Regions from separate parts of the Mus musculus genome. Here regions 2, 3, 4, 5, 6 and 7 are each linked to region 1. The links are chromatin contacts, called in public ChIA-PET, HiCAR-type, HiChIP or PLAC-seq and promoter capture Hi-C maps. All regions are on one chromosome and are shown on one strand. Each heading gives the region's core, a stretch centred on a gene start, on an enhancer-like site or on the middle of the called end of the contact. The rest is flanking DNA. Distances are from core to core; before and after follow the strand shown. Region 1 holds the start of Kcmf1 (potassium channel modulatory factor 1). Region 2 holds the start of Ggcx (gamma-glutamyl carboxylase). Region 3 holds the start of Mat2a (methionine adenosyltransferase II, alpha). Region 4 holds the start of Sh2d6 (SH2 domain containing 6). Region 5 overlaps Suclg1 (succinate-CoA ligase, GDP-forming, alpha subunit). Region 6 overlaps Dnah6 (dynein, axonemal, heavy chain 6). Region 7 overlaps Dnah6 (dynein, axonemal, heavy chain 6).

What was found. Promoter capture Hi-C pulls out the DNA fragments that hold promoters and counts their contacts. ChIA-PET counts read pairs in DNA pulled down with a chosen protein or histone mark. HiCAR-type assays count read pairs that join an accessible place to other places. HiChIP or PLAC-seq counts read pairs in DNA pulled down with a chosen protein or histone mark.
Region 2: a HiCAR-type map of astrocytes shows a contact between it and region 1, with 2.1 times the contacts expected there. The contact joins the promoter of Ggcx here to the promoter of Kcmf1 in region 1. A contact is called at or near these places in 1 of 39 promoter capture datasets (embryonic stem cells), 1 of 484 Hi-C or Micro-C datasets (embryonic stem cells) and 3 of 115 datasets of contacts at active chromatin or transcription factors (astrocytes, embryonic forebrain and pancreatic cancer cells).
Region 3: a contact with region 1 is called in an RNA polymerase II ChIA-PET map of memory CD8 T cells, with 30 read pairs. The contact joins the promoter of Mat2a here to the promoter of Kcmf1 in region 1. A contact is called at or near these places in 8 of 39 promoter capture datasets (the 3T3-L1 cell line, the HPC-7 cell line, cranial neural crest and 5 more), 4 of 484 Hi-C or Micro-C datasets (the G1E-ER4 cell line and embryonic stem cells), 6 of 115 datasets of contacts at active chromatin or transcription factors (astrocytes, effector CD8 T cells, embryonic stem cells and 2 more) and 1 of 9 other capture datasets (adipose tissue).
Region 4: an H3K27ac HiChIP or PLAC-seq map of embryonic stem cells shows a contact between it and region 1, with 6 read pairs. The contact joins the promoter of Sh2d6 here to the promoter of Kcmf1 in region 1. A contact is called at or near these places in 3 of 39 promoter capture datasets (3T3-L1-derived adipocytes, liver and pre-B cells) and 4 of 115 datasets of contacts at active chromatin or transcription factors (embryonic stem cells, memory CD8 T cells, pancreatic cancer cells and 1 more).
Region 5: a contact with region 1 is called in a promoter capture Hi-C map of the HPC-7 cell line. The contact joins the enhancer-like site here to the promoter of Kcmf1 in region 1. A contact is called at or near these places in 7 of 39 promoter capture datasets (the HPC-7 cell line, hippocampal neurons, liver and 3 more), 6 of 115 datasets of contacts at active chromatin or transcription factors (bone marrow-derived macrophages, embryonic basal ganglia, embryonic stem cells and 2 more) and 1 of 9 other capture datasets (liver).
Region 6: a contact with region 1 is called in a promoter capture Hi-C map of the HPC-7 cell line. The contact joins the enhancer-like site here to the promoter of Kcmf1 in region 1. A contact is called at or near these places in 8 of 39 promoter capture datasets (the 3T3-L1 cell line, the HPC-7 cell line, cranial neural crest and 5 more), 6 of 115 datasets of contacts at active chromatin or transcription factors (bone marrow-derived macrophages, embryonic basal ganglia, embryonic stem cells and 1 more) and 1 of 9 other capture datasets (embryonic stem cells).
Region 7: an H3K27ac HiChIP or PLAC-seq map of extraembryonic endoderm stem cells shows a contact between it and region 1. The contact joins the enhancer-like site here to the promoter of Kcmf1 in region 1. A contact is called at or near these places in 8 of 39 promoter capture datasets (the 3T3-L1 cell line, the HPC-7 cell line, cranial neural crest and 4 more), 1 of 484 Hi-C or Micro-C datasets (nephron progenitors), 11 of 115 datasets of contacts at active chromatin or transcription factors (the HPC-7 cell line, bone marrow-derived macrophages, embryonic forebrain and 6 more) and 4 of 9 other capture datasets (adipose tissue, embryonic stem cells, liver and 1 more).

What each region holds. Positions count from the first base shown.
Region 1 is chr6:72,897,826-72,901,969 of GRCm38.p6, reverse strand. It overlaps Kcmf1 (potassium channel modulatory factor 1), which reads left to right and starts at 1,991. Exons shown (of 7, transcript NM_019715.2): 1 at 1,991-2,356. The coding sequence starts at 2,341.
Region 2 is chr6:72,411,863-72,416,006 of GRCm38.p6, reverse strand. It overlaps Ggcx (gamma-glutamyl carboxylase), which reads right to left and starts at 1,699. Exons shown (of 15, transcript NM_019802.5): 1 at 1,558-1,699; 2 at 1,165-1,335. The coding sequence starts at 1,600.
Region 3 is chr6:72,437,479-72,441,622 of GRCm38.p6, reverse strand. Mat2a (methionine adenosyltransferase II, alpha) reads left to right here and starts at 2,067. Exons shown (of 9, transcript NM_145569.5): 1 at 2,067-2,277. The coding sequence starts at 2,187. Particl (promoter of Mat2a antisense radiation induced circulating long non-coding RNA) reads right to left here and starts at 2,940. Exons shown (of 1, transcript NR_046011.1): 1 at 1,008-2,940.
Region 4 is chr6:72,517,875-72,522,018 of GRCm38.p6, reverse strand. Sh2d6 (SH2 domain containing 6) reads left to right here and starts at 1,983. Exons shown (of 12, transcript NM_001374030.1): 1 at 1,983-2,059; 2 at 2,137-2,258; 3 at 3,051-3,108; 4 at 4,059-4,081. The coding sequence starts at 2,193.
Region 5 is chr6:73,262,386-73,266,529 of GRCm38.p6, reverse strand. Suclg1 (succinate-CoA ligase, GDP-forming, alpha subunit) reads right to left here. Exons shown (of 9, transcript NM_019879.3): 4 at 2,510-2,722; 5 at 2,243-2,300. Among named protein-coding and RNA genes, the nearest start is that of Gm38834, 16 kb to the right of the region's middle. Within about 2 kb of position 1,964, at least 29 of the 459 cell types and tissues checked have an H3K27ac peak or open chromatin away from gene starts, as enhancers often do. A contact at or near this core is called in the HPC-7 cell line and embryonic stem cells, where this site is marked.
Region 6 is chr6:73,180,539-73,184,682 of GRCm38.p6, reverse strand. Dnah6 (dynein, axonemal, heavy chain 6) reads left to right here. Exons shown (of 77, transcript NM_001164669.1): 12 at 2,856-2,976. Among named protein-coding and RNA genes, the nearest start is that of Dnah6, 39 kb to the left of the region's middle. Within about 2 kb of position 2,457, at least 30 of the 459 cell types and tissues checked have an H3K27ac peak or open chromatin away from gene starts, as enhancers often do. A contact at or near this core is called in the HPC-7 cell line and bone marrow-derived macrophages, where this site is marked.
Region 7 is chr6:73,158,595-73,162,738 of GRCm38.p6, reverse strand. It overlaps Dnah6 (dynein, axonemal, heavy chain 6), which reads left to right. Exons shown (of 77, transcript NM_001164669.1): 18 at 1,732-1,875; 19 at 3,441-3,653. Among named protein-coding and RNA genes, the nearest start is that of Gm24533, 19 kb to the right of the region's middle. Within about 2 kb of position 1,813, at least 8 of the 459 cell types and tissues checked have an H3K27ac peak or open chromatin away from gene starts, as enhancers often do. A contact at or near this core is called in extraembryonic endoderm stem cells, where this site is marked.

The sequences.
Region 1 (4,144 bases), core at 742-3,241:
GAGATTCACGGCTAAGCTGGGATACTAACAATGAAATCACTGTCAAAAAAACATGGTAGTCCCTTGGAGGTCAGACCAAGCTATGTTTCCTCCCATGAACAAGACTAGCTAACCCTACCGGGCAGTGGTAACACAGGCCTTTAAACCCAGCACTTGGGAGGCAGAGGCAGGTGAAAAAAAAAAAAAAACTAGCTAACCCTTCAATACAGTAAGACTTGTTTTTAATGTTTCTTCCCCTAGCATCATGCCTGTACACAACCCTGAGTGACTTTTCCGTAGACTTGGGACTTGGGGCACACTTCACCTCACAGCTCCAGCCCCTTCTTCCTCCTCAATAGTCTCCTTTCTATTTTCACCCAGTTTTTTCCATACTTACTGGTATTCCTTTCTGGAAGTGTTGCTTTTGTTGGCTACTCTAAATGCTCCAGCATTTTTACAGAACTGCTTACAAACTTTGATACAAATTTATAAAAAACCATTATTCACCACCTGTGTATGCGTTAAGAGCTGCTAGCCTGACTTTCACAGCTCAAGTTCAGGGAACTGGCTTACACCCAGGATCACTTGCCAATAATAAAATGTGTAGGGTTGTCAGAAAGGACCCACTAACCAGGATGTCGATCAGGCTAACTACAAACCCTGCTCTCCCTTTGTAAGCCCTACTAGGCATAGTCTTCCTCAGGCCGGTCTGTAGTGTGCGGAATTCCACACCCGAAACAGAAATATTTGTTATCTAGTCCTCATTTAAACCCAAATTAGGTGGGGGTGTGGTGGAAGATGCCTTTCGTTCCAGCCCCTGGGAGATGGGAAGGTCAGAATCAGCTACTTGAGCAATTCAAGGACTGCCTCGGGCTATCTGAGGTCATGCCTCAAAACCACCCCCAATTTAATTACAGCTAGTTTCTTGGGTAGACAGGGATGACCTACTATGTAGTCTCTCGGATTAAGCCTTTTAGTATTTTCAAAACCAGACATATCTTAAATCATATTCAATAAAATATTGTAACAAATAGGGTCCTTCCTTTGCTACTCTACACGTCGAATCTTGGTACTGTATCTCTCCTGCATCTATTGATATGCTTGCCCTTTTTGAAAGTCACAGAAGCTAAGGCAACCAACGCTTTGTCCAGGTCCCACAGTCGGTGGAGGGTGGGCAAATTAGGAAAATCGCCAAAGCAAGCAGTACCTTGGACCCTAGTTTCAGTAAACTTAGCTGGGAACTTTGTCCAATCTCGAGACTACCAAGGCAAAATTAACCACCCAAAGCGAACCAATTTAGAGCGAAGGCTCAGCAAGGTTAAGTCACTTGTTCAAGGTTACACCGAGCATATCAGAACCAGAATCCCAGGGCTGAACACGTCTTAACTCCAGGGCGCGATCTGTTCTACCTGCGCCACGCCACCACTGACACGTGGTCAGGGGTAGTCTCAAGTGTTTGTCGAGTTAGCAATGCCTGAAGAGAAAGTAGCCTGTAAGGAGCCTGGGTGGAGGGAAAGACCTGCACACACAGCCGGAAGCAAAGTACCCCCGAAGCCCACCAAGTTTTTCCCGCAGCGCATTCGAGCGGGCGGCCGAGCCGGCTCGCTAGGCCTCGGCCTCCCCCTGGGTCTGGGGACCCGCGAGCCCCGGAGGCCCGACTGCCATTCCCTTCTGGGTCCCCGGCTTTCAAAGCAGCACACAAACACACACACGTCCCCGGGACGTCTGCGATGGCCCGGCCGCCGCGCGCCCAGGCGCTGGGGAGCCACGTCGGGGGCGTTTCGCGTCCTCGTCCTCCCCACGCGCAGCGTGGCGGGCCGCGGCTGGGCTCGGGTGCCTGCGGGACCGCGGCAGGACCGCCGCCAAGCACGGTCGCCCGCCGGCCGCGGGGCCTCAGGGCGGCGAGAGGCGGGGCGGGCGTGCGGGCGGAAGGAGGCGGAAGAGGAGGAAGAGGAGGAGGAGGAGGCGGCGGCCGGAGCCGGGAGACGGACGGGCGGGGGGCGGGCCGGGGGAGGGGACGAGCGGGATTTGCGGACGCCGCGCCGCTGCCGGGAGCCGGCGGGGGCCCGAGAGTGACCGAGTCACGGCGGGCGCCGGCGGAGCCGCGGCCGCGTCGGACCCGCCTCCTGGAGGAGCTCAGCCCCGGCCAGGCCCGGCCCCATTCCCGCCCCGCGCCGCCTCCCCGCCGCCGCCGCCGCCGCCGCCGCGGGAGCGCTCCCCTGCCCACCCCGCCCCCGCGGCCGAGCCCGGGAGTCGAGTGGGAGTCGGCCGGCCGGGCGCGGGCAGCGCCGGGAGCCCGCGGTGGGGGCACACTGCAGCCGGGAGCCCGGGAGGGGCCGCGCCGCCAGCGTCTGAACTAGGATGTCCCGACATGAAGGTGAGAGCCGAGCCCCCGCCCCCACCGCTTGGGCCTCGGCCTACCCCGCCCGAAGTCCGGGCGCCGCCGAGGGCAGCGGGGCACCGGCGGGGACGCGGGCCGGGCCCGAGTCGCGGGGCTGGGGAACCCGAGGCCACCGCGGCCCGAAGAGCGAGCGGGAGCGGCGGCCGCAACCGTGGCTTGCGGCCGCGGCCCTGAGCTGGGCCTGGAGCCGGAGGCGGGGCGGCCGGGCGGCCGGAGGCTTTGCACTGTCATGGGGCGGGAGAGGGGGAGGGGAAGCGGCGGGGCCCGTTACCGGCGGGAGCCTGGCCCTCGGGACACATACCGGACGCCGAGGCCCGGCCGGCCCGCCCGGGGGAACCGCGGGGCCCCGGCGCGGCCTAGCTGCGGCGGCTCCCGGAAGAGCCGGGCGCCGTGGCCGAGCCGGGTCTCGGGCGTGCGGCCGCGACAAGGGGGAGCGGGGTCCGGGCCCCGCGGGCGCGTCCGGTCTCTGGGAGACCGCGGGCGAGCGACGGCCCCGCCTGAGGGCCGCGGCCGTGCGGGCGGGAAGACGCCGCGGCTCGGGCTCGGGCAGCCCTCTGTGACTGGAGCTCGCCCGGCCTCGCGGTAGGCCTCTGCGCGTCCCTGGGCTCGGGTAAGCCAAGTTCCCGGGGCGGATCCAGCCCGGCCGCGGTGAGCAAACTCCCTGCTCCGTCACCTCGCCGGAGCGGAACTTGCTCCCGGCCGGTCCCGGGCCCTCACCCGCGTGCGCTGCCCACCGAAGCAGGCTTCCAGTCGGGGGGCGTTTGGACTTCCGCGGTGCCCTGTGGAAACACGCTGGGGTTCTGTGGTTAAGAATCAGACCACTCGCGTCCCAGCCCCACGGCACAAAGGCACAAGTGTTTTCAGGCCGATGGATGGGCGATGAACTGGCGAAAAAATAAGTTAACTTGAATTTACTACCATATGGTTTAGGAAGGGGGGAGGGGGCTATGTTCTCTTTGTTTCACTACAGCAGGTTTTACCTTTAAAAGTAGTCACCGACTTAGTGAAAAGTTTATTTCGGTACGGTTAATGGAAGATTGTATAAGTGACCTGAAAATAATTGAGTCCCTAAGATTTTCCAAATCCTGTATAGGTGTTTTGGAAGTGAAGAAAGTTTGAGGAGGCAGTTTATCGCCGAGGGAAGGGCATTCTTAGGGAAGTACAGACCTTGGCTTTTCTAAGGTGACAAACTCAGATCAATTAACATACATTTAGTGAAAGTTTCGGAATTTGCATTTCTAAAGGCAAGATTGTGATTGACTCTGATCATTTTATGTTTGGAGAGTTTTTATTTAAAAAAAAAAACCTAATGATAGGGAAGAGCATGGGGCATTTTTGATTACTAACTGTTAATGTGTTGGTCACTTTGAAATAAATAGCAGGGTACTTAATTTAGCCTCAGTCAGATGAAAAGAAATATTTGGGAACTCACCTGCTAAACCGTTTTATAAGCTTAATGGGAGTGTGTTCCTTATCACCGCACTTGAAAAAAGTCTTCATTAAGGTTGTAGTCAAATTCCATTTGGAGATGGTGAGGTTAATTTTAGATGGCATCAGTTGGTGTATTGACCACCTTCAAGACAAAGTGAAAGTGAGCATGAAGTTCAGGCTCCAACTCAGGAACCAGATTAAAATAACAGAATAGCAATCGCCTTAAAGAAGCAGACGGAATAGTCTTAATGAGCAGTAGCCTGGAAAAAGTACCCTCAGATGGTGTGTTTGAGTAATTAAAATGGCTTAGGTAGGTATAGCATCCTTCAATAA
Region 2 (4,144 bases), core at 450-2,949, 490 kb after region 1:
CTGGCCAGCCAGTCTACCTCAACTGGTGAGCTCTAGGTTCAGGAGAGAGAAACCCCACCTCAAAAACTACGATGGACAGTGGCTGAGGAAGACAGCTGACACCGACCTCTGGCCTAAACTCACCACATGCAAGCATGCTCTTGCATGCACACAGGCATGCAGCTGTTCCTCTACTCCATGTGTCCAAAGCATTTCTAAACACTAAACCCTAACTGCAGATGACAAGGCCAGATAATTCCAAACTTCCAAAGAATTCTTCCATTATTCCAATACCTTCAGCTCTAAGGAGAAGAGATGGGCAACTAGGCTGGAGAGAATGGCTCAGCAGTTATGAGAATGCAAATAATCTTCTTTTTATTTTTCTTTTTAAAAAAGATTTATTTATCTTATATATATGAGTACACCGTAGTTACCTTCAGACACACCAAGAGGGCATCGGATCCCATTACAGATGGTTGTGAGCCACCATGTGGTTGCTGGGAATTGAACTCAAGACTTCTGGAAGAGCAGTCAATGCTCTCTTAACCTCTGAGCCATCTCTCCAGCCTGCAACTGATCTTCCAAAGGAACAGAGTTCAGTCCCCATCACCCATATCAGGCAGCAACTACCTTTAACTCCAGCTCCAAGGGGTCCAACTCCCTCTTCTGGCTTCTACAAGCAAGCACACGCCTGGCCTACAATCACACAGACACTGCCCTGGTTAATCTTCGTCACCTAAAAACAAGCTAGAGGACCTCAACTAAGGAAATACCTCGAAGAAATTGGCCCGTAAGCATTTATGTGAGAGGGCACAGCCTACTGTGGATGGTGCCACCCTGGGCAGGTGATCCCTACTGGTAGAAGAAAGCAGGTTGAACAAACCACGAGGAGCCAGCCAGCATCTACAAGGTTCCTCCATGGCCTCTTCTTCAGTTCTGGTCTCCAGATTCCTGCCCTGACTTCTCTCCGAGATGGACTACAACTGTAAGCTGAAATGAACTCATGCTTTTCCAGGTTGCTTTTCATCATGGTGTTTTTATCAGAGTAATAGAAAGCAAACTAACACATACATACATACACATAAACAAAATAATGATAAATCTTAAAAAGAAATAAGATGACATTTTCCCACCACTACCACCACCACCTCAACCAAAATGTCCCCATCCAGAAAATGGACTTACCAAAGAGAAAACGAAAGACAGCCAGGTTTGCAGGGTCCGTTGGTTTGTTAAGCAGGGTCACGACACTCTGCCAGCTAGATAAATCTGTCCATTCAAACCCTAAAATTTTCTCCATTCGGCTGCCCTGTTTCAGTCCTGATGTCTGTGCAGACTTGTTTTTCTGTACTTTATCTACAAACCAAGACCTGGGGTCAAAAAGTGCGTGGGAAAACCGCAGTCCCTACAGTCTAGGACCTCCACCCACTGGGTTCTTCCACTGATCCAGCTCCTGCAACCTTCTGAGTCTCAGGTCATCCAAGATTCTCCTACGATCTTCCAACACAGACCGCCATCTCTCTCAATAAGCCACTTCCCCACTAAGACCACCGTGCCTCTCGCCAACCCTCAGCCTACCTGAGGCGGGAGCAACCAGTGCGGAGCCGCGGTGCACAGCCATGACTGCAGGGACAGGTGAGCCTCTCTGCAGCCAGGTCGGACCCAGTGGAACCTCCAGACTTAGACTTGCTGTCTTAGGCCCCGCCTCCTCGACACGTAAGCACTCGCGCGGACGGCCGGAAAGCGCCCGCACTGTCGTGAAGGCCGGAACCCCCGGCCCCGCACTGAAGCATAGGGGGCGTGGGCTAGGAGTGTGGGCGGGGCGATCCTGAGCCGAGCCCTGAGCTCAGAGACCGGGTGGGTATGAGGACCTTTGGGGATGGGCAGCGCAGGCGCTTGCTAAATCTAACTTTGGCATTGAGAGGAAGGAGTGACAGTTTTCAGAACAAGTGTCTCTCTCTATACTACTAGCTATCCCATCACATACTTGAACTTCAATCTCGACGCCTGCTTTGCTGTTTTTAGATTGGATCTCTTTTTGTAGTTTTCTCGCTTATGTAAACCAGACTGGCCTCAAATTCACCTGCTTCTGCTTTTGGAGTGCTGGAATAAAAACACTCACCACCATGCCTGCTTTTGAGACCGAACTAGCCTCGAACTCCCAGCAATCCTTCTGCCACTCTGCCTCTGTCTCCCACATTTTAGGATTTAAAAACTAAGAATTATACTTTCCTAATTTCATTGAGTCCTTCCCGAACCCCATCAGGAGTCTCCAGGTTTGAACATCCCGTCCCTGCACCCCCTCCCAAAAAGTCGCGAGGTGCAAAAGGGTAGACTTTTCTGCAGATGTGGGTTGGGGAGTTAAAGACGCACTTGGAAGGGGCTGGGGAGATGGCTCAGCATTTAAGAGCACTGATTGCTCTTCCATTGATCCTGAGTTCAATTCCCGGCAACCACATGGTGGCTCACAACCATGTGTAATGGGATCCGAGGCCCTCTTCTGGTGTGTCTGAAGGCAGCTACAGTATACTTATATACATAAAATAAATAATTTTTTAAAAGATTTATTTATTTATTATATGTAACTACACTGTAGCTGTCTTCAGACACTCCAGAAGAGGGCGCCAGATCTTGTTACGGATGGTTGTGAGCCACCATGTGGTTGCCGGGAATTGAACTCAGGACCTTTAGAAGAGCAGTCAGTACTCTTAACCCCTGAGCCATCTCTCCAGCCCAAAATAAATAATTTTTTTCCATTTTTTATTAGGTATTTAGCTCATTTACATTTCCAATGCTAAACCAAAAGTTCCCCATACCCACCCCACCCCCCAATCCCCTACCCACCCACTCCCCCTTTTTGGCCCTGGCGTTCCCCTGTACTGGGGCATATAAAGTTTGCAAGTCCAATGGGCCTCTCTTTGCAGTGATGGCCGACTAGGCCATCTTTTGATACATATGCAGCTAGAGACAAGAGCTCCGGGGTACTGCTTAGTTCATATTGTTGTTCCACCTATAGGGTTGCAGTTCCCTTTAGTTCCTTGGGTGCTTTCTCTAATTCCTCCATTGGGGGCCCTGTGGTCCATTCAATAGCTGACTGTGAGCATCCACTTCTGTGTTTGCTAGGCCCTGGCATAGTCTCACAAGAGACAGCTATATCTGGGTCCTTTCAGCAAAATCTTGCTAGTGTATGCAATGGTGTCAGCGTTTGGAAGCTGATCATGAGATGGATCTCTGGATATGGCAATCACTAGATGGTCCATCCTTTCGTCATACTTCCAAATTTTGTCTCTGCAACTCCTTCCATGGGTGTTTTGTTTCCTATTCTAAGAAGGGGCAAAGTGTCCACACTTTGGTCTTCGTTCTCTTGAGTTTAATGTGTTTAGCAAATTATATCTTATATCTTGGGTATCCTAAGTTTCTGGGCTAATATCCACTTATCAGTGAGTACATATTGTGAGAGTTCCTTTGTGATTGGGTTACCTCACTCAGGATGATGCCCTCCAGGTCCATCCATTTGCCTAGGAATTTCATAAATTCATTCTTTTTAATAGCTGAGTAGTACTCCATTGTGTAAATGTACCACATTTTCTGTATTCATTCCTCTGTTGAGGGGCATCTAGGTTCTTTCCAGCTTCTGGCTATTATAAATAAGGCTGCTATGAGCATAGTGGAGCATGTGTCCTTCTTACTGGTTGGGGCATCTTCTGGATATATGCCCAGAAGAGGTATTGCTGGATCTTCCGGTAGTACTATGTCCAGTTTTCTGAGGAACCGCCAGACTGACTTCCAGAGTGGTTGTACAAGCTTGCAATCCCACCAACAATGGAGGAGTGTTCCTCTTTCTCCACATCCTCGCCAGCATCTACTGTCACCTGAATTTTTCATCTTAGCCATTCTGACTGGTGTGAGGTGGAATCTCAGGGTTGTTTTGATTTGCATTTCCCTGATGATTAAGGATGTTGAACATTTTTTCAGGTGCTTCTCTGCCATTCGGTATTCCTCGGGTGAGAAATCTTTGTTCAGTTCTGAGCCCCATTTTTTAATGGGGTTATTTGATTTTATGGAGTCTACCTTCTTGAGTTCTTTATATATATTGGATATTAGTCCCCTGTCCGATTTGGGATAGGTAAAGATCCTTTCCCAATCTGTTGGTGGTCTTTTTGTC
Region 3 (4,144 bases), core at 818-3,317, 460 kb after region 1:
CCTTTGTCCCACCAGCAAATGGACACCTGTAAAATGACAATTCACTACTTTAGTGGTTCCTGTTATATGTTAGACACCGTGCAAAAGATTTCTTGGAAATTTTTCCTACTATTATCCCAACTTTACAGGCTGAAGACAGAGGTATGGAGGTTGCTTATTCTGTTAGGTAACAGCAGAAGCGTGACCCAAAGCCACGAATTGCAGTCCCTATGAGCAAGAGAGGTAATGATGTATAACTGAGTTTAATTCTCTTGGCAGGATGAAACCAGCTGTGGAGCTGAGAGCAAAGGGGTGTCAGAATTTAATGAACTAATCATTGAATTTAACCTCCTCCCTCTCTATTAATAAAATAACCTTTTAATTATATTCTGGCTTCTATATAGATTTTTCTGCTGGAAGGTAATGCACTGACCGGTCTACACAGGCATTTTGGTCTGTCTGGCAATTTTATTACTCATTGTGAGGTACTCTTAATGGCTGAGCCATCTCTCTAGCCCCTAAAACAAGTAAAAATTATGAAAGTCTTTACTATTTTCTCATGAAGGGCTAGTTTTAAAAATAAACCCAACGAACAAGAACAAAATACTGTCAGGCTGCCTGCAACGATGTGGTTTCCGACATGGAGATGAGCCTGTGTGTGTCCCTTATCTTCTTTGTTCCTAGCATAGCACAGTCTAAGAGCTTCCTTTGTTTCCCACAGTGCCTTTCTCAAACTCCCACCTTTGCACTGGCACACACCCTAGAGGGAAATGCCCCTTGCTTTTCATAGTGTACCTAATTTTCTGAGGCAAGGCAGCTGGCAGCCGGAGGTTGTCATTCAGCCTCACAGTCAAGTGCATCTTATGCTAGGAGCAGGCTGTTCCCTAGCATCATAAAACCCGATGTTCTTGACAAACACTGGTTCTCAAAAGCCACCAGGCTCCTGGCCTGCCCTAAGACTGGACCCAACAGTTGTGTGACACTGGCCTCATAGAGGGTCTCTGCATGCAATTAGCTCCAGACTCCACTCTTTGTCTGTATGGAGTTTTATTTCCCTTTTTTTCCCCGTCTGTTAATTCATTTCATGAGCAAAACTGAGACAACTGCAAAAGTTTAAAAGAGAAAGTGTCATAAAATCGAGGCCATTTGACCTTGACAAGCTCATCTGAAGCACATTTGAAGGCTTGAATAGCGCCCTCCCCTACACACACGAAAGAAGCATTCATATTCTCTCGAACAGATTGGAACGTCCATTTCTTCCTAGGAAGCATGGAAAACCAAGCCATGCAAAGTCAGATTTAGGATAGAAAAGAATCTAGTACCGTCTCAGACTACGGGGGTCCACGAGGCTCGGCGAGGGGGGAGGGGAGGCCGCCGGCAAGTGGCAATTGTTCGGAAAAACAATACAGCATTCCTGCTAGTTGGCTTTACAGCCATTTTCCCCAGAGCAGTTACTCGAGGCATGACTAACGGTAGGGCTAGAACCCCTCACAATCTCTCGTTCCCCGGAGGGAACCGTGTAGGATGGATAAGGGCAGTGCCTATTAGCCTCCGCTGGCCAGTCAACATGGCCACCTTCACATGGCAGAGGGCCACCCGGCGCTGGTGCACGAGGTGGCGAATGGAGGGTGGTGGTGGCAGGAAAGACCCTCGGCGAGAGCCACAGCACAAAACGGCCGCCACCGCCACGGCCGCCGCTGGGAGGCGCGCGCGCCGGCAGACCTCCGTGGGCAACGGTCGGAGGGATGTACCATACCCTCGTACAGGGGAGGCCGTCCTTCAAATCCAAATCCTCTCTTCTCCAGCAATCAACGTGGGGATGGGCGTAAACCCCAAGTCTACTCACTTACATCTCCATTTAACCCACGCCATCAAGATGACTAACTACTGGCAGGAGGCCCGGTTAGCTCTGCTCGCCCCCCCCATCGGTAGAATGGTTCAGCCGGAGCTCGGCTCGGCGGACCTCCCTGCCAACCCCCATCCGCCCGCCCGCGGCGCATTGGCGCGCGACGCCGAGGGGCGGAGCCCGAGCCGGGCGCGCGCGACCCCCTGCTCTATAAATACTGGGCCGCTTCGCCCGCCGCTCCGTTCGCTCCGAGTCTCCAGCCTGCCGAGAGCTGAAGCGATCCTCCCTCTGTGTCTTCCGCAGCCCTCCGCCTCGCCGCCTCTCAGTCTCCTCAGAGTCGCCCTCTCTCACCGCCGCCGCCATGAACGGGCAGCTCAACGGCTTCCACGAGGCGTTCATTGAGGAGGGGACGTTCCTCTTCACTTCCGAGTCTGTAGGGGAAGGTCACCCAGGTGAGCCGACGGGGACTCGGAGGAGGGAAGGGCGGAGGGCAGTGGCGCTGGGGGTGGTCGAGGCCGTCTCCGGCGGCGGTGGGCATGGCAGCGGCCGCGCGCTTCCCTCGTGGCGCCGCGAGTTTGCAATGTGCGGCCCCGCTCCCCTCCCCCTTTCTCCGCTCCTCATCCGGCGGCGCGCCCCGGCATGCGGAAGGTTCCAGAAATCGAGAAGGGCGGGGGCTCGAGGCAGTTTTGAGATCGGCGCGGGGAGGGCACTGCTTCCTCCTCTTTAGTCCCGTCGCCTGGAAAAACCTCAAGTGGGCGACCCCGCCCCGCGTGCTCGCGTCCGGCCGCCGGGAGCGCGCGCCCCGCATTGCAGCGGCTACCACGTGTTCGCCGCATGTGGAATTGGGGCGAAGCGGAGCTGGCGGCCTCTACCCACCCGACCCCTAGTTTGGAAGTGGGGGCTGGTGTCTCCGAAGGTCCCATCTCTAATATCCCTGACTTCCGGCCCCTGGAAAACGCTTAAGAGCATGGGTAGACATGCCCTTTAGCCTTCAAGGTGACAGACTGCCACTGACTAAATATAGCGCGAATTAGAGAAGGCATCCCTTATTTAGAGTGTGCTTGAAAAGGATGAAGTGCATGAATTAAGTGTATACTCCCATCGCGTTAGGTTTCGTTTTAAAGTCTTCCCTTTGGTCTTTTTCCTACAACTAAAGGAGGATTTATTTCATGTTTCCTTAAGGCTTTGTCCACTGAACCGCCATGATGAGATCGGTTATAATGAATCTATTATATGGACTTTGGGTTTCAGATGGAACATAACCATTTAGTAAATACTAATATTCAGTTTGAGCTGTTTCCGTTCGCAGGGGGTCCACAGCAATATTATTACATGGCTTGTGAGGAGCATCTTGATGAGTGATGGTTGAAAGACAAGTGTTGCTGTGGCTCCTCCCACACTCCCCTCAAGGAAAGGAGTATCTCCATATCTATTGAATCACTCCTTAGTACAGCCATTAGATTCCATCTTAAGGTTCTGTGGCTGCAATACACATTTTGGGGTAGTAACAAAAATCAAGGAACATAGAGCCAAGCACAGTGGTACACTAACTACTACAATCCCAGCGTTTAAAGTATGGAAGCAGTTTAGTTTGTCAGCCTGGGCCACGTGTAAGACCCTGTCTCAATACCACAAACATTCCAGACCAGGATACTGCCATTTTCTAAATTGATGAATCAAGGAGAAATTGGATATGGCTTAGAGCACACTTGAAAGTTTCCTGGAGCCGAAGGCAGAGGCAGGTGGATTTTTCTGAGTTCCAGGACAGCCAGGGCTATAACCCTGTCTCAAAAAAAAAAAAATTACTGCATTTTTTGTTTGCTGGTGTTTCTTCTGTTAAATTTATTTTCATGGTTAAAAAAAAAATCTCATTTCCCTATTGTCTAATAATAGGGGAAATGGACTGTTTTAAGAAGTTAATGACCTGACAGTTGGCTCTTTAGTAGGTTTGTAACATTTTAAATGTGGGGGATAAAAAGAACAGTTGTCTCTAAAATACACTGTGAGGTTATTTCCTATGGTAGGCTTTGAGATATCAAAATAAATCATTTTGACTTTGATTAATCTGAAGGGCAGAGGCAGGTGGATCTCTTGAGTTCAAGGCCAGCCTGGTTTACAGAGCAAGTTCTAGGACCGCCAGAGCTGCACAGAGAAACATGTCTTCAAAAACAAAAGACTGGAGATTCTCCCTCTCACCTTGCAAATACTACTATAACTTTACATCAAGCTTCTGTCACCTACAAATTCATAGCTATATTTGCTTCTTGGGTTGCACATAAACTGCTAGTTACATGATGAGATAGGGTTAGTAGTAATAGT
Region 4 (4,144 bases), core at 734-3,233, 380 kb after region 1:
GGTAGAAGGAGTAAAGGGTTGGGATGGGTGACAGCAAGGTGGCATCTGTCCATCAATGTCACCCAATACGGTTCTGAAAAGGTGATGCCAGAGAGCCACACCTGGTCCGGCTTAGGTCTTCTAGCTTGGATGAAGAACTAGAGACCACAGCTATAGAGGAGAGCGGGGCCCTGGGAGTGCCCTGGATAAAGTCCATTTTGGGTGGGAGACCACAGGCAGAGGCGGGCACCTTCCAATACTTAGAATATGTAAATAATGGGAACAATGGAGCCCTTATCCCCCAGGACATTTGTGGCAGCTCCTGGGCTCTAGAGAGGCAAAGGGGCTCCGCTCACCTACCTTGCCATGGTGAGACTTGGTTCTAGAGGATCCTTGGGCCCATATACCTGCTGAGACTCCTAGAGATCCAGGACTGTGGGCAGGGAGAGTCCCAGCTGTACTAACCACTCTGCCCCTGCTCTTTCTAGGACAGGTTCAGTGGCAGCAAGGCCCGGTGAGTGCCCCTCTTTCTCCTGCTCGCCCCTTTGTCTTCACCTACCTCCCCCTCACTGGAGCAGCTGTCTATCTCTATCCACCCGTGTGCTTCCACTCTGCCAGCCCTGTGCCCAGCATCCCTAGGGTATCATCTTATCCAGCTGTGCACCAAAGGCCACTAATTCTGCCTGCCCCCTGAGCCCACCCCAGTCTTCTCCTTCCATTGCTCTGATCTCAGGTCCAGGCTGTCACACTGGCTTCTTCAGAGAGCATTCCTAGTCATAAGTGTGAGTGGTCTAAAGTGCAATGTCACCCTGACAGCACTCAGGGTCTCTTTGGGCAGAGCTGAGTAGAGTCTGCTTACAGGTTGGGGCCACCACTCCTTCCTGCCAGAGGTGCAGGTAAGTGCACAGTGAGTCTTAGGGGCCCAGCAGACCAGGGTCCTCCACAGTTGGATCTCCCTGAGTGACTCTAGATAGCCTGTCCCACCACCTGTCCAGCAAGGCTTAGCACCTAAGCTTGGTTCTCTTACGTGTCTTGGTCAGAATCCGGGTACGGGGGTCAGGAGCCATTGATGGGTGAAACAAACACATCTGCCGAGATCCCCGTGTTTCACCACACCTGTCTTGTCTACACTGCTAAAAAGGCCCCTTTTATGGGTTCCTTTAGTTGTAGGGTTGAAATCTATAGTTAAGGGAAGACGGTTTACGATTTATCAGAGAGAGAGAGCAAAATAAACCTTTTGCTGGAAGTAGGTGGGCTGGGGTGAAGCAAAACCAGTCTATCTATCCAGATACCCAAGTTTGGAGAGAAAGTAGAGCCAACCCATCTTTCCTGTCTGGCCCAGAGACCTGGAGAAACAGGGTAAGTCGGAATGCTGAGGATGGGGGAGGGGAGGGAGGGAGGCACCAGCCACCAGGGCCTGCCATGTTCAAGCCTCCATCTTCCCTATGCCACCAGCATCCCTTTTTGAAGGCCCAGGAAGAGGGAGAAGAGGAGGATAAATATGAGCTGCCCCCCTGTGAGGTTCTGCCCGTCAGTCTGGCCCCTGCACAGTCTCTTGGCTCTAAAGACGACTCCTTGTATCTGGGTGAGGGCTGGGAGGAGGGAAGGGCTGAGAGGTTGGGTCAAGGCAAGAGGGTCCAACAAAAGGAGAATCCGGCCCGGCCTCTCTTCCTTCTGCCTGAGTTGGGGCAGAAAAGGGCCTCAGCTGGCTGCCACTGAGGCCTCTCAGCTGGGCAGAAAAGGCTAGAGAGATGGAAAGGAGTTAAAACTGTAAAGAAGGAAAATGGAGAGGAGGCAGGAGGGAGGGGTGAGGTAACTAAGGCAACGTTGACAAAGCAGGAAGCCCGACCCAGTCCCTAGGGCCTTGCGTTCCCTCCTCTGAAATCGCTGCACATCCTCCCAACCAGGGTGGGAATGCCCTGAGAGGCCACCACCACTGGCATCTCACCCCCCCACCCCCACCCCCGCTCAGTCATGTGGGGGCAGGGAAGCTGACTGTCTCCAGTTGCCATGGAGACGGAGCTGTTAAGAAGCCAATAAGTAGAGGAGACAGGAGGAGAGAGGGAGAGATGAGGGCTAGGTGGGGAGAAAGTGGGAATAGACTAGGGAGGACCTTCCTCCCTCTCCCCAGTTTACAAAGCATGGGGTCTCTTTCAGATCGTTCTGGGCCCCTGGATCCATCCAAGCCACCACTGCCCCCGCCTCAGTCTACCATGGCCAGAGGACTCCCCATAAACCCTTCCTTCCCTACCCGCCCTACCTCTGGCTACCATTTCCCGGTGAGTAAATCTTACAAACATCTCATTTGCACAACCCCTCCCGCCCCCCCACCCCCCCTCCCCGCTCCCGTTCCACCCCCAACATGCGTTTATATTCTAGATGCCAGGAAACCTCTGCCTGTGCATTACAAACCAGAGTGAAACAAACAAACAAATAAACAACAAAATAGCTCCTCCCACTTGCCTAAAGGGTCCTTTCATCCCTTCCTTAGTCACCCCTCTGCTCTGCTCCCCGCTCCAGCACAGCTCAGCAGGGCTCTCCATCCTCTGCTGGGGTTGGGGGCAAGGCTCAGCTACCTTCACCTGGGCCCTGGACCACAGGACCCATCTCTGGCCAGAGGGGTCAGCTGTCGTCATCCCAACTCCCTTCCCCGCTGTGATCTGGTGGCTATTCACTTTCGTATTTTACAGAATAAAAATAAATAAATAAGCAGGGGAAATTTCGCAGTAAGGAAAGGACCCCAACTAGAGGCAGGGGGAAGCATTGTCAGTCTCCTTTTGTAGTATTTTATGTTTGTTTTTGTTTGTTCAGTTGTGTTTTCTGGGGGAGGGGCAGTTGAGAGGGGGGGTCTCATGGAGCCCAGGCTGGCCTTAGACTCACATCTACCCTGCCTCAGCTTCAAGCATGAACAGGCTAACAATTCAGTGTTAGTGTTGAAAGCAGCACATCAGCTCTACCCCCTTGCACCCCAGCTTCCTTGTTCTTCAACTGCCTGCACTTCACACCTCCCTCTCTCCTCCCTCCTCCCTCTTCCCTCCTCCCTCATTTCCCTCTTTCCATAATGCCCACAGCTGAAGACAGCAATGAACCCACAGCCTGCAAAGCAGGGACCTGTTTTTGGAAGGCAAGGTAGAGTGTCCCCTCTCTTTCCACGGCTCCACATAGGGAGGGGAGGCCTCTCCTACACTTCTTCTCTCCTAGAATTTTGGGGTTGCCTTGAACAGGGCTTGCTGCATCCCTCCTAGCCACACCTCCTTTTTGTTTGCCAAGCCTCCAAGTCAGTCAGTACAGGTATCATTACCACCAAAGCCATGATCTGCTGTGCCCTAGAGTTTGAAAGCAGAGGCCCTGACCTCCAGGCCCTGTCTTCAGTCAGTGTGATCCCTTGGCCAGGTGAGGGGCACCCTAGAATGAAGTGGTCAAACCTAAGACCCTCCATAGTGAGACAGCTGAGTATTATCCCTCATCAACAGGCAACCTTGGGCTGTCACTCCCATTGTCTCCACTCTCCAGAGACTTGCCCCTATGGTCAGTGCCTTGAGATGTATGACCACAGGACCTTAGAATGTCAAGATAGGGGGTGGGGGGAATGGACCATTTGAACCATCCCCGAGTAAAACAGGTTACAGGAGGGTTAGCGTATTCCAGCCCAAGGTCAAACGGCTCACACGAGGCACAGTCCATCTTAGTCTCAGTTGCTGGTGAACCTCCATCACCTTGAGGATTTTTGTTTGTTTAGTTTTTGTTTTTGTTTGTGTTACCATAAAGTTATCTGGAACCAAGCCTAGCAAATTTGGTGAGAAGTTAAGCCTGGTGATATGTCAAGGCTGTAAAGAGAAAGGATGAGTGAATGAGGTGTGTTCTCCTGGGTCTCCAAAGCTAGCTCTGAGGAGCACTGTGACCAAGGATGCCTAGACCCATTCTCACTGATGTTCATGAGTGCTCTGAGGAGCACTGCGACTAAAGGTGCCCTAGCCCTCTTCCTGCTGGTGCTCATGAGTGCTCTAAGGAGCACTGTGACTAAGGGTGCCCCTTTCTCTCTGACGTTCATGAGTGCTAGTTCTCCCTTTTCCTTACAGGGCGAGGTACATCTGCTAGAATGGTGAGCTGCCTTCTTCTCTATCCTGTAATCTAGGGACTTCTCTGGAAAACTGATAGGGCTGGA
Region 5 (4,144 bases), core at 715-3,214, 360 kb before region 1:
TGCCTGGGGGAGGAGGAAAAGCCAAGACACATGCAGATGAAGCTCACCGTGTCCATAGTTATAATATGGGCAGAGCCACACGGGACAGATATCGTGTTGACTTTTAGGGGATTGCAACAGTTATCAAAGATTCTGTAAAGCAGACTGCAAGCTCATCACTCTGGAGACCAACAAGGAGTCCCACTGACGGAGGCTAATATGAGCCCAACAAGAGATGCTAAAGGGCTTTGCTTTGGACATTTTAGAATCCTTTCAGACTGCAGTCAAGGATTTCCTTTTCTCCCTAGGTCTGACAGTTGGAGTCTTTTAAATAGGCCCTCTGAAGGGGTACCCCAATACTGCTGCACCTGACACCCAAAATTCAGCTGCAAGCACAGATCATCTTAATCCCATAATGGAGGTTAGGATTACTTCTCCAGAGGAACAAGTATGATAAGAACATGAGGTAAAATGGTCAAGTTTGGGCTAAAAAGATCCCAAGGAAAAGTATGCTGTTTCTTTATTGGCCAAAAGCCAGAGATGTCCTCTTGGTAGCTTCATGCCTGCTAGAGGCCAAAGATAGCACAAGTGCTTTGGGAGCTCGGAGCTCTGATCGGTCCTACACGATTCTCAATGCCTCTGTAGAAAAGCAGGATGTTAAAGCAGCAATAAGGGCTGAGGGAAAACCACTCCAGCTAAAGAGAATGGACGTGTCTGGCCTGGAGGCAGACCTAACAGTCAATGGGGCCAGGGAAATCTCCAGGCCAACAAACCACCCCTAGGAATGTGGGCTCACTTTAAGCCATGCTAATGGAAAACCTACCTCAGGATTAGCTTCTTAGCTGGCATCTTAATGAGTTTTAAGAAAACAGAGTTTTAAAGAAAAACAGAGTAAGAAAGAAAGAAAGAAAGAAAGAAAGAAAGAAAGAAAGAAAGAAAGAAAGAAAGAAAGAAAGATAGAAAGAGAGAGAGAGAGAGAAAGAGGAGAGAGGGAGGGAGGGAGGGAGGGAGGGAGGGAGGAAGGAAGGAAGGAAGGAAGGAAGGAAGGAAGGAAGGAAGGAAGGAAGGAAGGAAGGAACCAAGCAAGCAAGCAAGCAAGCTGGGCAGTGGTGGTGCATGCCTTTAATCTCAGTGGGAAGCAGATCTGAGCTCAAGGCCAGGCTTGTCAACAGTAAGTTCCAAGACAGTCAGGGCTACAAGGAGGTACTCTGTCTTGGGAAAAACAAAAACAAAACAAAACAAAAAACAAACAAACAAGCAAACAAAAAGAAAAAAGAAAACAAAGGATTGATAAGAAATGCCAAATATGTATCGTTTCAATCTAATCTTATGAAATTTGTGTTTTAGGGCAAGGAATTAAAATTCACCCAGTAAAAGCTTTGTTCATACAAAGGCCCAGAGCTCTATTCTAGGAATTGGATGCCCTGGAGCAGTGAGTGACCTTTTCTCCCTGGGAGCAGTGACCCTTCCCTCCTCTTCCAACTCCCCCAGCCAATTCTTTTCAGAGGAGCCAACTGAGTAGACTATGAGGCCAGGCCAGGCAGCACCTGAGTTAGACTAAAAGCCAAACTCACTTCCTGCCTCTGTGTGTTGGTCCAAGTGCACCCTCGGATCAAGGGTAAAGACTGAGAAGGCGCTCTTTGACCTCACCCATCAGGGGCATCACAACAAAAGCTGTTTCATCCCCCAAAGAGCAAGCACAAGTCTGCTGGAGAGGAGAAGCCTGGAGGAGGAAGGGTAACTGGGACTCTGCTGACGGAATACAAAGTAGCACGGACATCTCCTAGCACTCCCTGGCAACTTCCTTAAAAGGCAAGCATACTAAATGTGTGTTCTAGCAAATGTTGCCCTTCAGAAATCAAAGTGTATCCATAGCAAGGCCTGTATTTTAGTCTTGTTCCTAATGCTCAAACCTGCAAACAGCCCAGATGACCACTAAGAAAATGGATAAACAGTGGTAAAGCCACAGAGCAGGCAGGAGGCTGTGAGCAGGAAGCTGGTATTCACCACGAACACAAAATACACAGCAGAACCCAGAGTCTGAGCAGAAAAGGAACCACTACCCACGATCATCACTGGTTCCACAGAACTACAAGTGATTCTCAAAGAGGCCCATCATATTTGAGATATATTTCTGACTCACTGTAAGAAAAAATAACTTATTACAGAGACACATTGACTTACAGTCACCGTCACTGTGAGCCGAGTTAGGAAAGTGGAATTTCTATGTTTTAATCTATCAGAAAGTAACAGAGTCACTCACCTATTCTTCCCTTCTTGTGAATGTGGCCAGGCATGATGCCGATTTTGCATTCTCCAGGCTGGAGGAAAGTAAACTGCAGTTTCAGAAAAGTTCCAAAGAAAATTCTAACCCCTAAGTCACATGTGCACACCCACACCCGAGCACACACAAACACCCGAGCACGCACATGCACACGCGCGCGCACACACACACACACACACACACACACACACACGTACTTTAATTCAAAGCCATAGCCTTCTGACTTCCCTCCTACCCTACACTCACGTTGATGACGCCGGGGCAGTTTGGCCCGATTAGCCTCGTCGTTCCCTGGCGTGTCAGTCTGTGCTTGACCCGCACCATATCCTGCTGCGGAATACCTTCCGTAATGCACACAACCAAGGGAATCTCCGCGTCGATTGCTTCATTAATGGCAGCAGCAGCAAAAGGAGGAGGGACATAGATGACAGAAGCCGTTGCTCCTGTTTTCTCTTTGGCCTGAAACATTAATCACAACCGATTGAATCATAAATAAAATATATTCAGCAGCATAATTTGATTAATGTTTAGGAAGGGGTCACAGGCAGGCTATCCTCATTCCCCCATTCTGTAGTCCGTGACGTAGTCAAAAAAAAGAGCAGAATCCAAGCAAAGCCTCTCTGAATGCCATTGTGAATTTAAAGGTTCCGTACATCTTACCCTACAAAAGGACAGTAAATCTGAGAGCTCTTCCCAATTGCACCCACGCTCCCTCCTCCCTGGAGGATTGCACCTGTGCTCCCTCCTCTCTGGAGCTATGCACAGCTTCACTTTTCCTCCCCAGACTCACAAGACCTGGTGCCACCTATCCAGCTTCAAACTCTGTTTCTCCTTAGAAGAACCAGGGCCAGGGACCCCAGGTCTTCAGAATCTAGCCTTCAAACATCTATTTTAAATCCATGGTAAATATGACCAATGAACAGTAGTGTTCCCTTTTATATAGATTTATTTTTACGGTGTGTGTGTGTGTGTGTGTGTGTGTGTGTGTGTGCACACGCACCTGTGAGAGCTTACATTCATACAGGTGCTCTCTCTCAGAGGTCAGAAGATGTTGGATTTCTGGAACTTGAGTTACAGGCACTTGTCAGGAGTCCAATGTGGGTGCTGGAAAATGCCCAACTTAGATCTTCTAGATGACCAGCAAGTGCTCTCAACCTCACTGCTGGGCCATTTCCCCAGTGCCTAAGTGGAGTGTTCTCTTTTTTTTTTTTTTTTAAGATTTTATTCATTATTTTATTTATTATTATATGTAAGTACACTGTAGCTGTCTTCAGACACACCAAAGGAGGGCATCAGATCTCATTATGGATGGCTATGAGCCATCATGTGGTTGCTGGGATTTGAACTCAGGACCTTCAGAAGAGCAGTCAGTGCTCTTAACAGCTGAGCCATCTCTCCAGCCCCAAGTGGAGTGTTCTTACTTGACATTTCTTACTTAATACATACTTACTAGAATATAGCAAGTCAAACCAAGTGCATATACATACATGGCCACAGAGTAAGAATGTGAGTTAACAAAACAAACATTAGGTTTTAATGTTGTCACCCACCACGATGCAAAGCCTTTATACAAAGCCTTACGGAATGTAAATCTGACTACTAGTCTCCATTTGATAGTAACTGATCCACAGGTGGCCTTGCACATCCATCTTCTGCTTCCTTTGGGGTTTGGTTTTTTTTTTTGTTTTGTTTTGTTTTTTTTGCTGTTGTAGTTTTTCTAAGACTTGGTCTTTCTATGTCGCCCGGGATTGTTCTGTAACTTAGTATGTAGACCATGCTGTTCTGAACTCAAGAGATCCATCTATATGAGACTGCCAAAAAAAAAATTTTAAAGGAAAAAAAAAGATGCTGTGATCAAGAAACAGTAAATAAATACCACAG
Region 6 (4,144 bases), core at 1,208-3,707, 280 kb before region 1:
AGCTGTACTTAGAGTCGTGGCTTAATTCAGTGAAAGGATGTAGCTTGTGATAAGCAAAAGGTAACAGCAGGCGCTAAGGGAACCAAGCACGAGTCCCCAGAGCCCTCTCCCAGTAGAGACACTTGATCCCTTCCACAACTAGTGGCAAGGCTCACAGAAACTGTGTAGGAAGGGGCGCCTGGTAGCATCCCAATATCCAGGTTCCTACTGAGTCTCACCACAAAGGCATGCTATGCCTAGCATGAACCAAACTGCCAGACTCCCCAGAGGGAAAGCAGATGTTCAGCATAAACCACATGTTTTCCTGAATTATTCAGACATGGGCCTCACATTCTAGATAAATGATGATGGAGCCCTTTCTGAAAGCCAGGTTTTCTGATATTGAACAGCGGTCTTCTTTGCAGGCAGATCTTGCTGAAGATATCAGTTTCCGACCTACTATGTTAACCTCCATGCCAGACAGAGGAGTGTTAAGTCAATAAGCACTAATGCATCAAAGACAGTGAAGTACTTTAAAACCCACAGTTTGTGATGAAATATAAATGTATGTGGATCAAATATGTCAGGAGACGCTTTCGTATGACAAAGAAGCAGGCTAAATCACAAATAGAACATAATAAAAATAACATAAATAAAATACTTTAACATACCATTATCATCATAAGGAAGACCAAATAGAAAAGAAATAAGAACAGAGGCCTAGCCAACACCATTAGAATAAAAAGAAATGATCATCAAAATAAAGAAACAAACAAATAAGTAAGTCTTTAGAAGCTCTGAGATTACTGTGTAGATGTTGGTTAAGGTGAATTTGAATCATTAGTAAAAGTACATTTGCAAACTGGGAGAATGTATTTATATCATCCAGCCTGGCCTCTTAAGGCACGAAGAAACTTTGCTCTGGGTGACAGGACTACAGGTGGGAGGAAAGATGGCCAAAGCATTAGGCAGAAATCCTACCAAAAACTATTAACCAAACAGAGATGATACTACATCACCCATCAGCTAAGTGCAAAGTCAAAGAAAACTGAATTAGCATCTTTCAACTAACATGTTTGTGAAATTAAAAAGTGTGCCAAAACCTCCCGTGGGCTAACCTGTGGGAAATCATACACCCTGCACCACTGCAGCCATGCAGAGAATAAAGAACTTGCATTGTATGAGGGAAAATAACTAAACGTGCATTTGCTTTTTGGTTTAACAATGCCACCTCTAGACACACCTGAAAACACAGGGTCAGAGATAGAAAAGAACATACACATGAGGCTACTCTTAGCATCTTGCTTCTGATTGCGGAAACATCAGAAACTATCAAAATACCCATCCCCGGGCAGGAAGACAGGGGTTAACTGTATGGAGTGACATCCAAGACTCACTGTGAAGTGAGCAAGCCAAGAGACAGTTTTCTGTCATCTGTCCTTTTTGCGTCAGAAAAGGGGGCAGGGCAGAGAGGCCCGTAAACCAGAAGCCAAGGAAAACAGCTCTGCATTGGAGAGTGTGGAAATGATTCAGGAAGGGTCAGAGTGGGGGGTGTGCAGTGCAAACAATAAGGAGAGTAACCCTTCTGAGTGTAGGTTTAATATAGTTCTAAACAAGAGTGGAGGGGGAATAAAGTACAAACAAAACCAAATAAATCCAAGTTAGTTGAGCAACATAACTACACTGAAGAATGGGAAGATGAGGATGAAAGCAAGTTTATCATCACCACCACTACCATCACCCTCCTCATCATCATTATTAATGAAAGGTTTGAAACTCAGGGCCCCACATAAACTTGAACATAGTAGTTAGGACTTTGGCCACATAACCTTATGCTAACTTCTAAGCTTGCTTTTGTCCGTGGAATCAGTGTATCTGCAATCCCAGACCACTTTCTGTGTGTTCCACAGTTGAACAAATAAGTAAAACCATATTGTGGGCAGTTGTACTAGTTAGATTGCTATTGCTGTAATGAAATACCGAGACGAAAAGCAACCTGGGGAGGAAAGGGTTACTTCAGCTTACAGCTGAGTTGTGGTCAGTCAGTGAGTTAAGTTAGGTCAGGAAGAGGCAGGAACTAACATAGGGACAGTGAAGAAGGCTGCTTTCTAGCTCACTCCTCAGGGCTTGCTCCGAATGCTTTGTTAAACAAACCAGGGATGGCTCTGTCCCCACAGGGCTGGGCCCTCCCACACCAATCATTAATCAAGAAAATGCCCTATAGACTTGCATACAGACTATCTAATGAGGGAAATTCCTCAGTTAAGGTTCCCTCTTCCAAGATCACTCTAGCTCATAGCAAAGTGACAACAAAACAAAACAAACACACAACCCTAACCAGCACAGGAATGAAGAGATTATATATCTTCAAAGAATTAACAAGTGGGGAAAGAAAGACCACTTTCTGAACTGAATGGTTTTGCATTGAGATTAGAGTCATGAACTCATGGTTTTTATTGGCTGGTAGAAAAATAGAGAACTGAGATCTACATATGCGTGCTGTGTGGTGTGGTGTGGTGTGGTGTGATGTGCTCTGTGTGTGTGTGTGTGTGTGTGTGTGTGTGTTCTACTTAGGAAAAATTCCCTTGAGAGTTAGAAAGATGGCTCCGACGTTAACCACACACACTGATCCTTCAGAGGGTGCAAGCTTCATTTCTAGCACACACACCAGGCAGCTCACATTTCGAAGTCCTGCTCTGGGGGATCAGACACCTCTGTCCACCATGGGCATGGGCACCTGCACTCATGTGCCCGTACTCTCACACACACACACACACACACACACCACACACACACACACACACACACACACACACACACACGTAACTAGAAATATTAGGGGAAAAAATCAGTCTTGTTCATCTGTCACCACTTAGGAAACAATTCACGCAGCGTTCGACTCTGCACGCTTGTACGCAGCGACATTTGAAAAGTTTCAGTTATTCTTCAAGGAAAACGAGAGTCTGGATCTAGAAGCCCTGAAGCAGGAGGAGCCTGGTGAGTCTGCCCTCGCTAAAGCACATTTGACCGAGATAACAAGACCTGTCGTCTTCTGGGTTTCTGTTTGGTGGTGTTCAGTGACACCGAGTGTTGACCTGAAACGTTTGACCAGGCAAAGGCAGGACTTTATGCACATCTGGTATTTCCCATGGAATCCCTCATTTTCTTTCCTCTGCGCCCGCATCCCTGTATCTGGTAAAGTGCGGGGTGGTTCCTCAGTCACGCGTGGCCCATCTGTCGAGGTTGCTGTAAGACCTGTGTGCCTTGTGAAGAGTTGAAAAGGAGGTGGGATTCTACCATTCCTGCCAGGCAAGGCTTACAGAAGCCCTCTGTCTCAGAAATTCAAGATACAATTTTCTTCCTATACCACCCTGAGACCTGGTGAGGATGATCAACAATTCTTAGTGTTGAATTCAGGCCCGGGGACAAACCATTCCATTGGAATCCTTATTCTTGGGTGTGACAGGAGTTGGACGTGTTTCACAGGATGTCTTTTCCAGAGCATGATGCAAGCGAGTGACCTTTTAACCTTATGGACTGATTTTATGGCGTTTTATTTTCAGGAAAAAAAATCCAATTTTTATTTTTATAAAATATGGTTTTTGAACACAAAGTAGATCTATTCCAAATAACCAGCTTAATAATTTATATCATCTAACTCACAGGGGTTAAATGAAGGGCCTGATGTATGCTCTGAGGTATACTGGCAGCCTATGGCTTTCTTCTTTTATGATTCAATTGTGATCTTATGAAAGAACAGACATTGTGCCTCCTCTTCCTCTTCCTCCTCCTCTTCTTCCTCCTCCTTCTTTTTCTCCTATTTCTTTTTTCTCCTCCTTCTCCCCGCCCTCCCCCCCAACTGTAACTATATTTGCTGACAGGCCCAGGACCTACCATGAGGCTCTGGTGGGGAGGGGCAAAGGATGAAGTAGAGCCTGTGAACACTTTATAATGGAACTGCTTGCAGACTCGAGGAAAGCAAGGCCTCAAGCATGCAGGCACACCCCATCACCCCCAGACAGAGGGAGATGACCTCAAGCATGCAGCCACACCCCTTCGCCCCCAGACAGAGGTAGATGACAGGCAGTGGACCTGCTTCTCACACCCCTTAACTTTCAATACTCTGAACAAGATACTTTTTTTCAACCAATGCTAGATTGCTAAA
Region 7 (4,144 bases), core at 564-3,063, 260 kb before region 1:
TAGGCTTCCGTTCTTAGTGTCGTTGATGGAAGGAGGCCACTTTGCTCACACTGCTAGGGTAAAGTCAGAGGAGTACTCTCAGTAGTGAACTCTTCATCTATGGAGTCTAGTATGACAGCCATGTGGCTCTGCTTCAAGGATCTGCCTGTATTCAGAACTTGAAAAGAAAGCAGAAGATGTGAGCACCTTCCGGTGTGATCAACTTTCAAGAATCACTCTCTCAAGTATGATACGGATGTGTGGAAAATACCTTCTGCTTCATAAATACTTTGCACTCCTCATTCTCCCTACCTTTGTAATGCCTATAACCAGAGGCCATGTGTCTGAGTCAAAAACCAAACAACAGAGGAAATGTTTTCCAGGTAATTGTTCCTGGTGTTGGGAGAACCAGAGGGGCATTTTAAAAAAACTTCTTATTGAGTCTCTGTGAGTTTCACTTCATGTACCCCAGTCTCACTCATCTCCCCATTCCCTCATATCCACCCTCTGCCCCATAACCTCCCCACCAAAATAAAATAATAATAATAATAATAGAACCACACAAACAATAAACAGAACAGAACAGAACAAAACAAAACATAGAAAACATTTCATCATGGAAGCTGTAGTATGTCACAGCATGGAGTATGTCACAGTGTCCCACAGTACACCCCTCTGTCCACATACCCTCACTTGCAAATGTTCATTGCAATGAGTCATTGACTCTGCCTTCTGGGACATCACTAATGTGGATCCTCACTGGGTCTCCTCCCAGTCATGTTGTTGTTGTCCTGTGCCATGGAGATCCTGCCCTTTATGTGCCCCAACAGTTAACAGATGATGTAGATTTTGGCGTGGTCCAACTCAGAGCCCTGGATCCGGGCCTAGGTAACAACTAAACTGGTCAGCCCACTGGCTTTCCCTGATCCATACCACCAAGGTGAGCTTTCCCACATTGCTCTGTCTAGGCCACTCAGTGCCACCATAGGCAAGAGACAGAGTCAGCTCTCTTGCTATCATGTCCTCAGGAGACTGGCTCACCAGCATCCATGCCTCCAGCCCCAGCTCCACCATGCTGCCCAGAGAGCACATGGCTCTCTCTCCCGAGTGCTGCAGCTGGCAAGGGGCTGGGAGAGCACTCCTACATCCTGGGGGCTGTCTCACCCATACCTTCCCCAACAAGGACATTGCCACTGTGTTGCCCAGGCAACGCTCAGGGCCCACTCTCCCAGTGTTCCCAGTGAGGGGCAGGGATAGCTCTCCCACTCCTATGACCTCTGGGACAGCTCTCCCTACTACCTCAGGTGGCAAGGGGCAAGTTGGGGAGAGCATCATCCATGCCCGCTCTACCTCAGGGCAGAGCAGCTCTCCCCAGCTCTTGCCCTCATGGTCAGCTCCACTACGCTGCCTGGGAGAGGTGCAAGGCCCCACTCCCCTGAGTGGCACAGATATTGAGGGGTGGGGCCAGTTCTGCACAGCCCCTGGACATCCATGTGATCTAGGCAGCTGCCCAGAGCAGGGCTGTCCCTGTGGTCTTTACTGATAATCTGTGGATCACAGTACTGCACTTGATAGCGAAGCAGACAATGCTAAGAAAAGAATTAGCGATTGGCGTTAACAATGGCTGTTTCTAAGCCTACAGATTTGCTTTCATTTAGTGTAGTGCCACGAAAGCTAAACTTTTATACTGTTTAAGCTTGACATTTATCGTGTGTTTTAACTGTTTTTTTTTTTTTTTTTTTTATCCCACAGTCCAAATTTGACTGCCTGGATCCAGAAGTCCTAAACAGTCAAGTTACTAAATACGCTAAATTTGTGACCCAGCTGGAAAAGGGCTTGCCACCTAACAGTGTGGTGCCCCAGCTCAAACAGAAGGTGGAGAAAATGAAAGAAAAGGTAAGATGGGAGGAGGGGAACCGTTTCAGAACCAAACTCAGATGTCCTGGGTATTTGTTTGCAGGAAAAAGAAATAATAGTCCAGTGTGTTTTTCTCAACAGCTGGCAAAATGGTGCAATGGAACATTGCGATTAGAACAAACACTTGGGGTCTGTTACATGATAGACAAAGTAGTGCCAAGATGCTGATGCCCTCAGCATATAGGCTGCAATTGCACCCAATGCAAACAGCAGAGTCTGTTTACCCTATGGCACCTCACAGCTAGGCACTATCCAGATGTATACAGTGTGGAAAAGCCGGGGAAGCCGGGTAGTGCATGGAAAGGGTTGGTTGGGAAACTGCGTTGCAACCAAGCCAGTCCTTAGAAGGGATAAAAGGATCAGGTGAGTCTGCTCAGCTGGTAAAAGGCATTTGCAGCCAGTTGACTTCTCCCATACTGACCTTGCCTGTTATCTCCCCTTTCCCTTGAGATCTCTAACAAACTCGCTGTAGTTAATTTAAAAGCTCTCTTCCTAACAATGTGCACCATTTCTGAGTTTGATTCTGATCACCGTTGACTCTCAGGCGTGTTTTGTTCTGCTCATTTTTCTTCGCTGTGTGACTTTCCATTTTCTGTGTGTTTCGTTTGGTCGTTGTTGAAAGCCCGGCATCTTCTGCAGCAGCGAGTGGTTGCTGAGGCACGTGGTTTGCAATCTGGGAGACGGGCATTAGTTTCCCTCTGTTTACCTTTTCGCTTGTTCTATCAACTCAGTTAGGAGTTCAGCTGGCTTTGAGATTTGACACTGCCCTAGTCTGCCTTTGCTGCATCTTGGGCTCTGTATTTTCTAGTGGTACCTACCGTTTCTCGAGGGAGCTGGGCCCCAGAGGTTGTTTTTAGCTTCTTTCTCCTGGACCTACACCTTTCTTCTTTGTGGTGCCCAACTGAAAATCCGTTTCCTGCAGCTTTCCACTCTATACTGATTATTTCACAGGACAAATGATCACCTGGTGGGAGAGGCAGACCTCAAGATTGGCTCCACTTAGTGAGGTGCTCCATCCCAGCCCTCTGTTCTAGTCTTCAGAGAAACATGTGACTACCGGTTTCCCCACATTTTAAAATTAGTTTGGTGCCCTGAAATTCAGTGTTCTCAAGGTCGTGATAAAATTCCTTCATTTGCATTTCCTTTTCTATAGGACGAGTGGTGCTGTTTTCAACTCTCTATAAGCTGAAACCGTGTATAGCGTGTCTTGACCAATTCCACCATCATCCTCCCCTCCAACTTCTCCCAGATTCCCGCCACACTGTCTTCCCAACCTCACGAGCTCTTTTTTCAGACACTGAGTCTGACAAATGCCACCAGTATGTTCATGGGTCTAGGATGGCCCAGTGCAGCATGGGTGACCCATGCAGGCCCACATTCCTGCTCTCAGCAGCCAGCAGCCAGCAACAGCGCCTCAGGCAGTGCTGGGGCACCATGAGGCCCTCCCCGACCCATGCTGGGGTGTTTACAGGCTGGATCATAGGTAGGTCTGGCGCATGTGCTTTTTTACAGAGGCAGCACCTCTGAAAATGTCTGTTTTCCAGCTTCCTGTGATCATTGACTTGAGGAACCCAACCCTGAAAGCCCGGCACTGGGCAGCCATTGAGCAAACCGTCGACGCCCTCCTAGTGGACACTGAAATCCCGCTGACCTTGGAGAGGCTGTCCGAACTGCACGTCTTTAATTTTGCTCAAGAAATCCAAGACATATCTGGGCAGGCTTCTGGGGAAGCTGCCTTAGAGATAATTCTTAAGAAGGTAAATCATGAAGAAGCCAGACATGGTGGCATGGCCCTCTCGTGCCCCGTTTTAGCACCAGGGAAATGGAGCCAGGTAGATAGACCCCTGAGGCTTGTGGGACAGCCAAACTAGCCTACTTAGTTCCAGCCCAATAAGAAGCCATGGCAATAAATAAATAAAACAAAGCAAGGAAATAACACTGACCTACATACACATACTCACACACATAAACACACTTATGTATACACATACAAAATGAGAATGTAAAGGTTTTAGGTTACAACATGAAGACTACTAATATCTGTGTTATCTGGGTAGAGTTTTCAACATGACAAGCAACAGCCTCCATTGTCTTCTTGCACGTTCCACTTGATGTTATATATTCATCCTATAGCCTAACCAGAACTCAACAGCAGCAAGGTCGGCTGTTTGCCAGCTTTTATAAAGAACTGCATGCCAGAGATTTTTTATTTATTTATTTATTTACAGAAAATTGTGTTATTTTCTGA